Regions from separate parts of the Callithrix jacchus genome. Here region 2 is linked to region 1. Evidence: chromatin contacts called from public Hi-C data. All regions are on one chromosome and are shown on one strand. Each heading gives the region's core, a stretch centred on a gene start, on an enhancer-like site or on the middle of the called end of the contact. The rest is flanking DNA. Distances are from core to core; before and after follow the strand shown. Region 1 has its middle 260 kb from the start of RPS24. Region 2 has its middle 14 kb from the start of RPS24.

What was found. A called contact is a pair of places that touch in the nucleus more often than the background predicts.
Region 2: a Hi-C map of induced pluripotent stem cells shows a contact between it and region 1, with 4 times the contacts expected there. The contact joins two enhancer-like sites. A contact is called at or near these places in 2 of 3 Hi-C or Micro-C datasets (induced pluripotent stem cells and skeletal muscle).

The regions. Positions count from the first base shown.
Region 1 is chr12:51,914,145-51,918,695 of calJac240_pri, forward strand. It overlaps a transcript of LOC118146292 not described here. Among named protein-coding and RNA genes, the nearest start is that of RPS24, 260 kb to the right of the region's middle. Within about 2 kb of position 2,742, at least 12 of the 16 cell types and tissues checked have an H3K27ac peak or open chromatin away from gene starts, as enhancers often do.
Region 2 is chr12:52,164,037-52,168,647 of calJac240_pri, forward strand. No RefSeq gene overlaps it. Among named protein-coding and RNA genes, the nearest start is that of RPS24, 14 kb to the right of the region's middle. Within about 2 kb of position 2,090, at least 2 of the 16 cell types and tissues checked have an H3K27ac peak or open chromatin away from gene starts, as enhancers often do.

The DNA.
Region 1 (4,551 bases), core at 1,492-3,991:
GAGGTTAAGTGCAGATTCAAGGCAATCTACACAGGGTGCTTTAAGCAGAACATGAAAGAGAGGTGACAAGCTGAATATAAAGGGAGGCTGGAGGGTCAGGATAGGTGAGCTCAGAACAGAAAGTGGAGTTGGAATTGTGGGGAAGGGAGTTTCCAGGCAAGAAGCACAGCTTGGGCAAAGGCATGGAGCGGAGAAAGTGTATATGCTAGGTGGGAGCGAAGGGTCCACTGGCTGCTAAGTATGAGGTCTGGCAGACAGAACGGTGAGAGAAAAAGCACACATCCAGCTTTACTTACTAAAATTTCACCCTAGACACCCCAGACCCTTAGCGAGTCCTTAGAGGGCATCCTTTCACCCACCCACAGTGACTGCCAGGTCGTGGAGCTTAGATGTGCACATAACACAGTGTGCTTTTTAAGGGCAGCAGTGAGGCTGGATTTAAGTTCGAGGAGCCTGTAGCCTGGGAACCTGGCTAGGGGCCACAAGTGTGCAGGCCAGAGGTGACACCAAACTAAACCAGAGCAGAGGCACCCTGGGTGAGAGGACAGCACAAACTCCAGAGCTCCTGAGGAGGTCAAATGGACAGGACTGAATGTGTGGAAGATGCAAAGAGAGGAGCGGAGTCATTCTCAGCATCCTGTCTTGGGTTTGTGAAAGTACAAACCAACCAAGGTGGGAGCGAAAAGCATGAGTATTGACAGCACCGGATCTGTGTTAGGCACCAATTCTGTGCTTTGCATAAATTTCCTCAATTAATCCTCACTGGGCAATCCTCGAAGCAGGTATGATTATGGTTCTCAGTTTGCAGAGGAGGACACTGAAGGCACAGAGGGCAACTAGTTGTCCAGGGTCTCACAGGAAGGGAGTAGGAGAGCTGGGATCTGAACTCAGGCCGTATCCACTTTGGACACCCCACCTGAGGTTGCCACACTTCACAGACTGGTTTTGGACATGCCAGATTTCCAGTGGAGAAGAATGAGTGAGACAGAGGCTCAGGTGAGCCATCAGGCAGGGTGTCAGCCCTCACAGGTAGCCAGAGCCCGTGAGTGGATGAGATGATGAAGGAATAAAGCGTGCCAGGACTGGCACTAACATCCACATAGCTTCCCACTGCTCCGTGGGCTGCCATTCACTAGTTTAGCCAGAGCCTGACATCATGCAGACACCCAGAAGATTCAGGAACTGGCCTCTCCCTCTGTGAACCAGGTGTCCCCACCAGGCCAGAGGCTGAGAGGAACAATATGAGAGAGGAGAACAGATGTGTCAGAGCCAGGCAGGAGCCAGCTTCAGGGGCACTTTGAAGTAGAGGTACCCTGCTCCCCTCCCCATCATTCAGCTATAGTGATTGCAAACCCCATCTGCATTTTCCAGCTAGGTGGTGATATCATTACTCCCAAGGCGCCATCTCCTAAACTGTAAGATGGAAGCACTAGCACTCTCCTCTCAGAGCTATCAGCAGAATTACATGGATCTCAGGTGGTACTTTGCCGACTGCAGAGGAATTCCTTATGGCTGGCAGCACCCCCAGCATCATACAGCGGGGAGGTTCTCCTTGCTGTGGACATCAGAGCTAAAGCTAGTTAGCCCAGCTCCAAAGTCAGCACTAGGGGTGAGGCTCCACATGGGAACTCCTGGCTGGGGGGGAAGAAACCAGCATGGGGAGAAGGCCATTGGAGGGAGGTAGGGGAGTTTCAAGCACAGACTGAGGGGGCACCTGCAGCTCAGCCCCAGCTCATGATGGTCAACTGGGAGTACACTTCAAATTTCCTGGGCTTCTGATTTTGCAAAAGAAGGCAGAAATCCAGATCTATAGATGAAATCTCAAGGTTTTTCATGTAGTTTTTCAAATGCAACTAATTTATCAGTAAACGCTGGGGAAGAGGGGTACCTAGTTTACACTAGATCCTCTCTTGGATCTAAATTAGGCATTTTGTCCCTCCCTCAGACTTTGGCGAGGACAAGGGCAGCACCTACCGTGCCTATGAGTGTGTATAGACGCGCCCACGGGTGTTCCTACATTTGAGTGTGTAAGCAGAGCATTGCTGCACGAGTCCACACGTGATGTGTGTGCCTATGTGAACACACGCAAAGACATTCTGGAGGTAAGTCTGTGGGCAAGAACGGCCCCATATATGCGTCTGTGAACACACATGAACAAGCACAGGTGTACAATGCATGACAACACGTGTGACTGTGAGCTCATGCACCTGTGTGTTAATGCACGTGCGTATGGGCTCCTGTTTGCAGCCGCCAATGAGGCCGGCCAGGGGCAGCGGGGCACGGCTGTTCCCTGCACTGCCCCTGGCGGGGAGCCGCATCCTCGCGGGCTGGTGGCCACTGGAGCGAGCAGGAGGACGCGCATGCGCACCGGTGGGGCGGGGCGGCCTCGGCCCTTCGGAAACCAGGGCATCGATCCTGCCCGCCCCACGCCCCCACGCTGGCCCACCGAGCCGAGAGGAGGGAGGGAGAGAAGAAGGGGGAGGAGGGGGCGCGGCAGCTGCGCCCCGGGCGCTGCGGGAGGGAGAAGCGCGGCGCGCAGCCGCGGCCATTAGTCACCAGATGTCACCTTCTGCTGCCAAGGCGGCGCCGGGCGCAGACAATGGCCGCGCGGGCCGAGAGGCGGGTCGTGCCGACCCAAAGCCGCGCCTCTGCTGACACCTACAGCCCCGCTCCGCGCTCCGCCGCCCCTCTGCGCCCCTTTGCCCAGGCCGTTCCCGCCGCCGCGCCTGGTCAGCACCACCTTCCCCATGGCCCTTCCTCGAGGGCCGTGTAACGCCTCCTCTCCCAGGACGCTGCGCAGGTGTCACTGCCTGCATTTCCTGACCGTCCTCCCTGCCCCTCTTCCCATTCTCATAGCCCCTTCCTCCAACTCGGATACACGAGAGGGGTTTCCCTGCTTCTCCAGACTGGGCTGTGTGAGGTCCGCAGGGACGTGCTTTCTTCCCTGGCGCCTGGCGCTATGCCTGACACTCAAGGCTTTGCAGGGGAATCATGCTAGATGCTGAAGTTCATTGTCACCCACACATAGATGCATTTGACCTCATGCTGAGATAAAAGCCCTTCACCCTAGAAATCCAACAGGGATCACTGAGTTTTTCCCTGGGCACAGATATCCCCCCAAAATATAAGTGGGAAAGTGAGTCGACCTCCCTATGTAGCAGTGTCCTATGTGTGGCAGACTTTTTACAGCTCATTTTTTAAAAGCCCACCACCCCAGTGCTTTGAGTCCACAACCATGCAGCATTGAGACCCCCAAATGTGGAGAACAAAGGTGTGCAGGACCAGGAGTCCCTCCTTGGGCCTCAGGACCCTAAGCTAGGAGTCGTCAAACCTTTTCTCTAAAAGGCCAGGAAGTAAGTATGTTAGGCTTCGCCCAGCCACGTATGTTTCTGTCACATAATCTTTGACTTTTGTTTTTACAACGCTTTAATAAAGGTAAGAATCATTCTCAGCTCAGCGACCGTTCAGAGGCAGGCAGGGGGCAGTATTTGGCTCTAGTTTGCCGCACCTGTCCTAGACCCGCAGAACACCAGTAGCCAGGGGAGCAAGATTGTGCGGAAGCACACTAGGGTCAGGATCAGTGTCAGAGAAACCTGAACTGGAATCCCAGGTCACCCTGGGCAGCCAGTGACACTCGTAAAGTGTGCCACCACGCAAGGTTAGGGGTAAATGGAAACATCATTAGAACCTACTTTGCAGGGTTTGCTGGAAGACGATGATGAATTTCCAGCACAGGGCCTGTGAGAGTGCCCACTAACTGTTTTTGTCCCTCTGTCACTCAGTGTGTATGTGTCTATGTGCACACAACGCGCGTGCGCGCACACACACACACACACACCTGGCCTCTGGCAAGAAGAGGCTGACCCATGATCTCTGGAGATGCTGCCACAAGGTAAGGAAGTCATCAGAGCCAGACAGATGGAAGTTGAAATCTGGCTCTGCCCTGCCTGGCTTTGTGACCTCCAGCAAAACACTGAACCTTCCTGAGCCTCAGTTTCCCCATTTAAAACCAACAGAATATCACCAGTACCAAGTTAGTTGCAGCATGCCTATGGTGACTTACTGAAGTTACCTGTGAAGGCACTGAACACAGTGCTTGACACATGAGAAACTGGGCAGGAGGGTGGCTCACCGTGGCTGTCGTGGTGTTAGCCTCCGTGGTAGAAAGGCAGGCCCCTCCAGGGGAGGGATGCTCATTCTGACACTCCCAAAGGCCTCCAATGTCGGGAATCCAGGGCTCAGCCTGTGCTCCAGGGCATGGTGTCCTTCTCAAAGTGGCCTTGAGGCCTTTCTCAATGCTGGTGACCTGCCATCGCCCTCTCTGCCTCCCCAGCCCTCGTTCCTCTCAGAAGAGCACTGCCCAGGTCATAGAGAGACAGGCACTCCTGAAATCCCCAAGAAACCCAGCCTCCCTTCTGTTCAGTTTTGTTTGTTTGCTTCCTTTTAAAAATCATGTTTATTTTTAAAATCTGATTCCAATAGACATGCGTATTGTTAGAAACAATCTGGAAAAGAATAGAAATTTTAAAAATTGCCCTTTATCCTTTCATC
Region 2 (4,611 bases), core at 840-3,339, 250 kb after region 1:
CCATTTTCTTCTTGCTATGGCAAAGACTAGTCACTGTCCCCTAAAACTGTGCTCCCCACATCTGCCTTGGCTGGAACAAGCCTGTATTTCCCAGCCCACCTCACAGTTATTAGGTGTTGCAGGAGACTAAGTCCCAGCCGACGGAAGAGGAGCAGAAACAACACAGGCGACTACTGATCTGGCCTTTGTGGAAAATGCGTGGCCTCCCGCAGGCCCCAAGACTAGGGCAAGGTGCTCTTGGGCTCAAGGAGATGCTGATCTTGCACTAGTGCCACCGTGCGTGGAGACCTCCTTGGACTTCACATGCTAAACACTTCAATGCCTCATCCAGTCCCAGCCCCACAGTGACTGGCAACTATCCCTCAGAATGGCACCAGCACTGGCAGAAGAGTGGAGAGAGAAAACACCTACATCCTCAAAGTTAAACTGCAGCATCCACCAACCCTGAAGGACCCTGGGCATCCAGGGGTTTCTTACCAGAGCTAATAAGCAACCTCACTGTTCAAGGCAGTGTAAGCTGACTTCTCAGTGACTTGCAGAAGAAGGCCTCCTCAACATACCCTCTAAACCCATGACCAAGCCAGGAGCACCAGTGGGAGACGTTTCAACTCTAGCCACCTCCTAGGGAACATTTCTGTACCAGTGACACACTCTGTAAGACGACACAGGGCAATGAACTGAACAGCAGGGAAAAGGTACCCCAGACAGCATGCAGTGCTTTGTAACCTTACAAATGCAAGAAACAGAGCTTGAGAAGCAAATGACTCGCCTGCTGTCGGGAGGGGTGTGAGCTCTGGGGGAAGAGCCTGAAGCTCACTCCTTTCCCCAGCATGAACGAGCTGAAGGTCTGGGGGCAAGTCATCTACCCTCTCTGTGCCTCATCCATAAACAGAAGAAAAAGCAACACATCCTACATGCTTCATGAAGGTACCAGAGGAACTGAAGAGCTCTCCTTCCCCACTCCAAGGAGGCCTGATGGAAAGAGACAGCATGTTTAACTTGTTTCCTCCACCAAGGACAGCTGCGGTTAATGACGTTTGCCTATGGGTTGGGCAATTGCTTTTTTTTTTTTTTTTAGGACAGAATCTTACTTATTGCAAGGATGTAATGTGGTGGTGAAATATTGGTTCACTGCAACCTCCACTTCCCAGGTTCAAGTGATTCTCCTGCCTCAGCCTCCCAAGTAGCTAGGACTACAGGCACACACCACCACACCCAGCTAATTGTTGTATTTTTAGTAGAGATGGGATTTTACCATGTTGGCCAGGATGGTCTCGATCTCTTGACTTAATGATCTGTTCACCCCAACCTCCCAAAGTGCTGGATTACAGGCATGATCCACCACACGTGGCAGGTTGGGTAATTTCTAACCAGGCTCTCTAAATATCATCATCCACAGTGGGAGATTCAAGCAGACCACTCTCTTGAATCACCTTATAACCCAGGGATGAGCACATCTACAGTGCTCTGAAAAGGCATTTCTGGAGATTTCCTGCCCAGGCAGAGCAGTGGCTCAGCTGGGTGAGCAGTCACCGAGAGTATAGGATGCCAATCCCTGGATTAACGAGGTGAATGCTGAAGCCCCTCCAAGGCAATGTATTTTTGGAAGAAATACACACTGCAGCAGAAAGGAGAACATGGTGTAAATTTTCCTTCTTCCAAACAGTGCAGAATAGAAACCTATAAAAGCAAATCCTGGATGTCTGAAGATATGGACTGTTTAAAAAATCTAGCTTGAGAGATTCCACCTTACTGCCTTGCACCACATCCCTGGAAATGCTTACTTAAGTGGATGCTGGAGATGGGTATCATGTAGCAGGGATTATAGGTCCCCTGCAATCCAAGGTCCTTGAGAAGCACAAGGCAGGCTCTTCCTCACCTCCCAAGGCAGGATTTTATACCGGAAAGAGATGCTGACAGCCACTTTATTGGCACCACTCTCTCATCCGACAGCATAGGAAACTGAGGCCCAGAGGAGAAAGGGATCTTGCCAGGGACCATGAAGTGTGGTGGGGCAGAGCTAAGGCTTGAAAATGGGTCTTAGACCCAGCACTGTGGCCCCAGACCCAAGCTTGTTGAAGAATAGGACAGAGACACAGCACTGAAGGGAGAAGGCTGAAACAGAATCGGCTGCTGGGGTTCCAGCATTTGGCCCCCACCACAGAAACTGCAAGCTGCCTGGCTGGGCAGCTACAAAGGGTATTGCTGTTTGCACAGGATCTGCAGAGACCTTGCAGCACGGATGGGTAGACAGCACCGTGCACATATGAACAGCCCTCCAGGTTCAGCTTCCTTATGAGGGCCGAATCCTATAAACAAGACTACCACCCCCATTAGACCTTCTGTGAGAAGAAAGAGTGACCTCTCCAGTTGATCTGGCACCAGGCTTTTTTCACACTTCCACAAGGGTAGCGGTCTTGACAACAAAGCAGACAGCTTCCACGCCTGTGCCCACAGTGCCCCCTCGTGGGAATCTGCACAGTGCATCACACCTCTTGATCTCACCAAGTGAAAGACAGGGATGGGGCAGTCTACAGCATAGTTCTTTCTGATCTCCATAACTCCCCGCATCTGGAATATCCTCCCCTCCCTTAAGCTCAGTGGTTCTCAAACTTCAGCGTGCATCTGAATCACCTGGAGGGCTTGTGAAAACACAGGTTCTGGCTGGGCGTAGTGGCTCACACCCATAATCCCAGTGCTTTGGGAGACTAAGATGGGTGGATCACCTGAAGTCAGGAGTTTGAGAACAGCCTGGCCAACATGGTGAAACCCCATCTCTACTAAACATACAAAAATAAAATAGCCAAGCATGGTGGTGGACGCCTGTAGTCCCAGCTACTCAGGAGGTTGAGGTGGAGAATTGCTTAAACGCAGGAGGCAAAGGTTGCAGTGAGTCACTGCTCTCCAGCCTGGGTGACAAGACTCTGTCTCAAAACAAAAAAGAACACACAGGTTCTCTGGCCCCACCCACAGCTTCTGATTCAGTAATTCTAGGGTGGAGCCCAAGAAACTGCATTTCCAGGAGGTTCCCAGGTCATGCTGCCACTGCTGTCCAGGACCATACCTGGAGAACCACTGCCCCAGCTAATCCCCCACACCCATTAAGGCTCAGGACCATTTCCAGCTACTTGGCGAGATGTTCCACAAATGCCCCCGGGCTTATCGTAGAATGCAATAGTTGTGTAACCTTGACCAAGTTCCTTAACCTCTTTGAGCCTCAATTTCCTCATCTGTAAAATGGGGGTAACAGTATTTCCCTCAGAGTGTTTTTAAAAGGTAAATGAGGCCAGGTTCGGTGGCTCATGCCTGTAATCCCAACACTTTGGGAGACTGAGGCAGGCGGATCACGTGAGGTCAGGAGTTCAAGACCAGCCTGGCCAACATGGTGAAACCCCGTCTCTACTATACAAAAATTAGCTGGGTGTGGTGGTGCACCCCTGTAATCCCAGCTACTCGGGAGGCTGAGGTAGGAGAATCACTTGAACCCAGAAGGTGGAGGTTGCAGTGAGAAGAGATCACACCACTGATGCACTCTAGTACAATCCAGTGCTCTAGCCTGGGCAACAATGCGAGACTCCATCTCAAAAAGAAAAAAAGAAAAAGAAAGTTAAATGAGATACTGTGTGCAAGACTTAGCTCAGTACCTGACACATGGTAAACAATACATGTTAGCTATTCTGTGGTCATTATTGAGCAAGAGTATTACTGTTCATTTGCCAACTTCTCGAGGACAAGGGCAGTGTTCCCATTAGAATTCTCAGAGGCAGACGTGATCTTCAAGACCCTTCAGTCCAGTTTCCCAAGCCTGACTATCAGCAGCATCACCTGCGAAGCTGTGAAAACGTCAAATGTTTGGGAGCCACCCAGAACTAATTTTGATGCTGTTTGTTTTTGAGACAGAGCCTCACTGTGTCGCCCAGGTTGCAGTGCAGTGGAACGATCTCAGCTCACTGCAACCTCCGCCTCCTGGGCTCAAGCAATTCATGTGCCTCCACCTCCCGAGTAACTGGGATTACAGGTGCATGCCACCACACCCAACTAATTTTTGTATTTTTAGTAGAGATGAGGTTTCACCATGTTGGCCAGGCTGGTCTCCAACTCCTGACCTCGAGTGATCTGCCCACCTCAGCCTCCCAAAGTGCTGAGATTACAGCATGAGCCACCTCACCCAGAGAGCATTTCTACTTTTAACAAGCGCCCAATGGCCAGGCGTGGTGGCTCACCCCTGTAATCCCAGCACTTTGGGAGGCCAAGGCAGGTGGGTGGATCACCTGAAATCAGGAGCCTGGCCAACATGGTAAAACCCAGTCTCTACTAGAAATACAAAAAAATTAGCTGAGCGTGGTGGCAGGTACCTATAATCCCAGCTACTAAGGAGGCTGAAGCAGAACTGCTTGAACCCAGGAGGCAGAGGTTGCAGTGAGCTGAAATAATGCCACTCCACTCCAGCCAGGCTGACAGTGATATTGTCTCCCCCAGCAAAAAAAAAAAAAAAAAAAAAAAAAGCCCCCAGATGCCAGGTTTGGGAACTCATGTAGCCTGGATAGCTGACACAGAGAGGGAGAGAAGCCCAGAAAAGGGAAGTATTTTGCCCATTCGTTGCCCCAGCTG